Regions from separate parts of the Capra hircus genome. Here region 2 is linked to region 1. Evidence: chromatin contacts called from public Hi-C data. All regions are on one chromosome and are shown on one strand. Each heading gives the region's core, a stretch centred on a gene start, on an enhancer-like site or on the middle of the called end of the contact. The rest is flanking DNA. Distances are from core to core; before and after follow the strand shown.

What was found. A called contact is a pair of places that touch in the nucleus more often than the background predicts.
Region 2: a Hi-C map of blood shows a contact between it and region 1, with 1.9 times the contacts expected there. The contact joins the promoter of CD63 here to the enhancer-like site in region 1. A contact is called at or near these places in 3 of 5 Hi-C or Micro-C datasets (blood and liver).

What each region holds. Positions count from the first base shown.
Region 1 is chr5:56,821,466-56,824,784 of ARS1.2, reverse strand. It overlaps SARNP (SAP domain-containing ribonucleoprotein), which reads right to left. Exons shown (of 12, transcript XM_018048118.1): 3 at 73-216. Among named protein-coding and RNA genes, the nearest start is that of SARNP, 7.7 kb to the right of the region's middle. Within about 2 kb of position 1,529, at least 1 of the 5 cell types and tissues checked has an H3K27ac peak or open chromatin away from gene starts, as enhancers often do.
Region 2 is chr5:56,890,134-56,893,452 of ARS1.2, reverse strand. CD63 (CD63 antigen) reads right to left here and starts at 1,634. Exons shown (of 7, transcript XM_018048120.1): 1 at 1,506-1,634; 2 at 287-363. The coding sequence starts at 352.

The DNA.
Region 1 (3,319 bases), core at 280-2,779:
ATCTTCTGTATGGCAGAGCCTAAAAATTAATCTCCTCACTCACATCACACTTTGGCTCCACAGGGAACTCACCATGCTCTTCAAGATACGCCTGGAGCCTGTTGATGAGATCTTGTTTTATTCCCTTGGTCTCCAAACCACGAGCAAGACACTCCTGCTTTAGTTCAGCAAGCTGAGAAAAAAGAATAAAGCTTTTCCTTAATTTACAGAATGAACCTGGTGGGGGGAAAAAAAAAAGTAGCTCTTACAAGAAAGAAAAAGAAAGTTCACCCCATAACTACTGCTCTTAATCCCACCAAGCTTTTAGGTCCACAAGATGATTCACTTTCCCTCAACAACACTCAATATGCAAGAGGACTTTTCTAACAGATGGTGAAGAATAAGCCTGCTTTAATAAAATTGTTATCTATTCATGTATCTATTTATTATATAAATCTTTAGCTGTATCTGAGCGGAGGGTATTTTTTTTCCCCAACTACTGTACTAGTTCATACAAGGAAAGAATGAATCGTTAAGTAGAATATATAATTATCTAAAAGCAGATTCTCCTTACTATTATCCCAGATTCTTTACTTCAATCTACTATATACATGCATACAAGCCTGATCACCACAGGATTAGGTAGATATGTTAGCTAGTTTAATGTCAACAATGAATCACTTAAAGGATCTTTGCCAAAATGGAAAAAAATATGTAATGGCATGCCACAGAGCTCTGCTGAAGATTTTTAAATAAGTAATTTGACTAAAGATCTAATAGGCATGCTTACAACTTTGCAGACACCAGGAGAAGAAGAACTGGTAAATTACTGACAGAACTAAAGCTGGGGATGTCAGGGGGTGTTGCTGGCTCTTCAGGGAAAACAATGATCCAAAATGAAGACTCAATTTAGAAGAAATAAGGTATACCTATAAAGTACTACACTTATATTCAAAACTTTATTAAATTTATTATATTCAAAACATCATTAAAAAAAAACAACAACAGATGAACAAGATCTGGCCCAACAGTAACTCAAAGGATAAGACCTCAGTCAGTGTTTTAGAAAGATTATAAGTGCAAAAAGGGATAACTACCTTTTGTACTTTGGTAGTTTGCTACCAAAGTAATTCTAGGTTAAAGGTAACTTCAAAAATAGAATCTATATTAAATAATGTAATAGCCTTACTGGGCTCTTTATTCTCATTTTAAGGCACATAATGACATGCTGATCCAAGGAGAACAACAAAGAAAAAGGAAGGTTTTAAAAATCCTATATGCAGATCAGTGCACAAACAGATATGTGTCCTGGAAAAGACTTTACTAGTTTTGAAGTACAGATCTAAGACCAACCAGTAGAAATTAGAAAGCAGATTCCTATAAAAGAAAGAATGTTGTAACTAAGGAACTATGCTGGTCATCTCTAAAAGGCTTTCAACCAAGGAAGCATTTGGAAATGGAGAGGGAAGCTTTTTTTCTGATTGGGTATTCAGTGAGTAGGACAGGTAGGCAGGGAGGGATACAACATGGAAAACTGTTCTGCTCAAGCCAACAGCTCCCTCTACTGAGAAACACAGTAGGTAATCACCCATTAAAAGCATGGAGCATAACAAAGCATAACAAGGCATCTGAAGTCAGACTACACGGGGTTCAAACTCCAGCTTTACCACTTATGTCTGTGTAGCCTAGGTGAGTAACGTAACCACTCTGTGCCTCAGTTTCCTATGAAATGGGGATAATGTAACAGTACCTGCAGCATAGGGTTGTTACAAAGATTAAACCAGTAAATATCTGTAAAGCATTTACAATAGTGCTTAGCAGCTAGTTAGTGTTAGAAACTGGTTGAAGAGTTAGACAAGATTAGACAGAATCACTGTTTCTCTGATTTCTGAATTTCACAGATCATATATTTTTAAATAGGTAGAGAGACAGGGCTGCCAACTTTTTATAGCATTCCAGGTTGTGGACCAACACTTTTGTAAACAAATCAATTACGAGAAAATCAGTCATACATTTGGAATGTAGCAGTGATGTCAAACTGCTATAAAAGTTTCTAAAAGCTTACTTTCTTTTTTTAAATTTATCTCATCATTAACCAGTAACAGTTCATGGATGAGCACTGACCTACAAACAATACAGTGAATAGGACTAATCTAGAATCTAGATTCTAAGTGATCTCTAAGGTCCATTTCTTAAGATTCTAGATCTTTCCCATGGTGGCACTTTATTTTTTTTCAGTTACTGTGTGTGTATTTAAAGGGTACTGGGTGTTTGTTTATAACACAATACAATTTCTTTACTTTCTGTAACTCCTAATCTTCCTTTTTTCTTCTCCTCCTCTAAGTAACATTAAGGGAAAAGGAATGTAAATATTCAGGCAATTCAAATTTCAACTTTCTAACAGAGCTGTTCCTCCCTTCTCCTTCCTTCCCCAAATTGTGTGTAGATACAGACGGAAGTTTACAAAATCTTTCAGGTAACAGGGAAAGATAGTCAGTGATAGATTCTGCACAGGATGCTGATCTAGCACACCTGAAGCAGACAGACTGGTACAACTGGTTGTTTAGCATGGACAGCATCCACCACTGCTAACCACTGACCTTGCTACTGCTGTTGAAATCTCAGCCCCCAACTGGCTCTCATTCCCTAACCTCAGGTCTTTGGCTCATTCAGCAGTCTTCTCAGCACCTCCATGTCCCCTTCTCTAGTCAAATGAGAATGTTACATACATTTTTACACACTGTTGCATCACTTTATTATTATATTGTGGGTTCCCCTCCAAAAGGGAAATTGCTGAGTGAAAACAGAATAGCTGAAAATAAAGTCATTTCACACATTTCATTTTGGCACAATTACATTAGTAGTAGAACAAAACCCTTTTAAAACCTCAAATATGGACCTATAACGTCAAATCTTACCCATTTTTATATGCATCTGACTTTAAAATGTTTTGAAAGAAAATATTTAAAAACCAAGATGTATTGAGTGAATTGTACAGCATGTGAATTGTGCCTCAATAAGACTATTAAGAAAAAACAATTTATAGAATACTGTATGTAAGATACTAACATTAATGTAAAAAAAAAAAAAACCATGCAAACACATAACAGTCATACAATGTTTATACACAAGATGCCTGGGCAAGAAACAGATAAAACACCAGCTGGATCTCAGAAGAAACCTGAGGACATGTAAAGGAGAGAAATCTTTTACCATATACCCTTTTTACATCTTTAAAATTGTGAAGTTGAGTATGAATTACCTATTCAAAAACTAAATTTGGGACTTCCCTGCTGGTCCTGTGGTTAAAACTCTCAGCTCCCAATGCAGGGGGCCCAGG
Region 2 (3,319 bases), core at 385-2,884, 69 kb before region 1:
GCTGGTTGCCCCACTGCCCCATATCACAGGAGGCTGGGTCACCAGACAGGAAGGGCCCGGAAGGCTTACGGAGGAGACCGGCCATTGTCGGCCCAAACCAGCCTCAGAGGTTCCCGAAAGCTGGAGGAGGGGACGGCCGCGCTGGCTTCGGCTGTAGCCCGGGCTTTTTCCTCCCACATCTGGTCTCCAGCTGCCTTCACTGTTGGCCGCTCAGCCCTCATCCCTCCGGAGCCAGGTCGCCCTGCACCCTGCCAGCGCGCCCCCGCAGGCCCCGCTCCCCACTCACGCAGAAGGCCAGCAGGAGAACGTAGAGCAGGAACTTGACACATTTCATTCCTCCTTCCACAGCCATGGCTGCCTGGCCTGGGACAGAGGGGCGCGCAGAGGGATCAGAACCGGTCGAGGCGGGATCTCGCTTTCCGAGCTCCCCGCCGGCCCTCGAAACCTCCCCTGCGCCGCCCCCATTCCCGGCCCCTCCCACCCGGAAACCCGCGGTCAGATCCACGTCTTCCAGCCCCCTCTTCCACCCGCAGGAGAAGGGTGGGGGCGCCCGCAGCCCAGCCCGGACCCCGCCCCGCCGCCTCCCGGGGGCCCGGGACCCACCCGAGGGCGCCGGCAGCGGCCAGGACCGAACGCCCACCCTCGACCCTCCAGCCCCCAGGTGTTAAACACCCCTCTCCACTCAACCAGTCACGGAAAACTCTCCTCAGCCCCAGCCCGACCCCCGGGTCCTTTTCCCTGGGTTCTGATCACCGAAGAACAGAAATGCGGCGGGCGCCGCCGCACCCCAGCCCGTCCCCGGCCTCCGAAACTTCACCAAGTTGCAAAGTTGGGAGCGGCGGGGAGCGCGGCGGATCTGCGGAGGCCTGGGGCGAGCCCCCGAGGTGGGGGCGACCGGTGACCCCCTCCCCACTCCCCGCCGCAGCCTCGCCTCACCTGGGCTCCCGGAGGCTGTGTGCTGCTCTCCCGCCGCCGCTCAGGGGCTCTCTAGCTGCGCCCCCCGGCTCCGGCCCCGCCCGGCGCGCGGCCCCGCCCCGGCTCCAGCCACAGCCCCCTCCCCCGCCGAGTGGCCTCCAGCCTCCCTCATGTGACGCGGGAACAGCTGCGGCCTGAGTCACTGGGCTCACATGGGCAAGGCCAAGCCCCCCGCCCGGTCGAGGCCACGTGGCCCCCGCCCGGAAGACAGCGCCCACCCCCACCAAGCGAGGGCACCCAGGGCAGGACCTCGGGGTGCCTGAGGCCCTTCTGGCGCCCCCAGAAAGGGGCCACCTCGGGGTAGGAGAGCGGGACCCGGCGCCGCCTGGATCTCTCTGGCTCAGGGAAAGGGAGGAGACATGTGAAAGCCAAAGGAAGGAGAAGCCGCCCGGAGTTACTCTCTGAGCGCCAGGTCGGGCTGCAGAGCTGAGGCGAGATGACCAGATGGTCTTCAGAAGGGCTCCTCATCCTCCACCCAGAGCCCACCCTCCTCCTCTCGCTCCAACTCCTTTACAGCCCCCGACCCCTACCCCGGAGTCAACAGAGGAAGCTGCTGGCTCTCTGGGATGTGGTGGGGCCAGAATAAACTTTAAGGCAGGCTCCAGCCTCACAGCCTCCAGCGTTCTGGAGTGGGTGTTCCTGTCCCCCTCCTCCGTTTTCTGGGGCTCCAGAGTAATGAGCCGAGAAGTGGAAGAAGCCCTTCCCAGCACCATGTCACCCAGCCAATCAGGACACGTCAGAGTCAGGCTCCTCCCTCTGTTGTAGGAGGGTGGCCGAGGTGGCCTCCCACCCCTCCGGGATCTCCCTGTTGCGATGGAGGTTTGGGGGCGACCCTCACGCGGGCATGGCATATATACCCTGGATTGCCCCATCCCATCCTGTTGGACAGCCCAGAGGGTAAGGCCAAGAGAGGACTGAAAGGTGAGGGGGTGGTCTCAAGCTGCCTCCCTCCCTGTTAGCCATGGTGGTCCCCAGGAGCTATGTGAACAGTTCAAGAACGTAACCAGCCACTACAACCTGCCCGCCCCGCCTGGGCCCCCGTCCCTTAGATTCTTCTCATCCAGCCTGAAGAACCATTTCCTGAGCCTCAGTATACGTCAAGGAAGGAAAGAAACTAAGAGCAAAAGGAAGGCGATCTGGGCTGGGCTGAGAACCAGCTTCCAGGATCACAATCTTCCAGTAAGACACACCAAGGCCCTTCTGGACCTTGCGGGCCTGTGTGCATGCTAAGTTGCTTCAGTCCTGTCCAACCCTGTGCAACCCCATAGACTGCAGCCCACTAGGCTCCTCTGTCCATGGCACTCTTCAAGCAAGAACACTGGAGTGGATCGTCATGTCCTTCTGCACTTCTGGACTTTGCTTCCCACTTATCACCGCAGGTGGGCTGTGCAGGAGGAGCCAAGATGCTGAAGAAAGGAGTATTCATCTGTTATCTGCCAGCCACGTGCTGGGCACAGGGCCAGTGCGGCAAGAGAACTGGTGGCCCCGCCCTGTGCCAGCAGGCAGAAGCAAGCCCACACTGTGAAGAGGCAGAGACCCCTGGTGACAGCTGGACGAGCTCAGAGGGAGGGACAGGTGGCGCCTCTGCCCCAGAGAAAAACAAAACAGAATGAATTTCACCGAGGTGGTTGGTGCTCTCTGAGGTGTATGTGTTAGTCACTCAGTCGTATCTGACTCTTTGTGACCCTATAGACTGTAGCCCACCAGGCTCCTCTGTCCATGGGATTCTCCAGGCAAGAATACTGGAGTGGGTTGCCATGCCTTCCTCCAGGGGATCTTCCTGACACAGGGATCGAGCCTGCGCCTCTTTTCTCTCCTGCACTGGCAGTCGAGTTCTTTACCACAAGTGCCACTTGGGAAGCCCCACTCTCTGAGGTGACCTTAAACAATAAAAGGGCAGTCGCTCAGTTCCAGGGACAAGGAAAGGGCCAAGTGTAAAAAGGATTAGTTTTTAAAGTCCATGGCAGGAAACTTCCTGGTGGTCCAGTGGTTAAGAATCTGCCTTGAGGTGCAGGAGACACTGGTTCGATCTCTGGTCCAGGAAGGTCCCACATGTCACGGGGCAGCTAAGCCTGTGGAGCACAGCTACTGAAGCCTGCACTCCCTACAGCCTATGTTCCGCAACAAGAGAAGGAAGCCACTGCGATGCGAAGCCCACACACCACAAGTGGAGAAAGCCCACATGCAGCAATGAAGACCCAGCGCAGCCAAACACAAATCAGTTAAAAAAACAAAGCCCTTCCAGTGCAGGGGCATGGGAACTAAAGATCCCTCATGGCATATTGGGGTTGGCTGGCTCACAGGCTGGGGAAGGATGTGGTGACAGATGGTGGGCAGGGAGGTG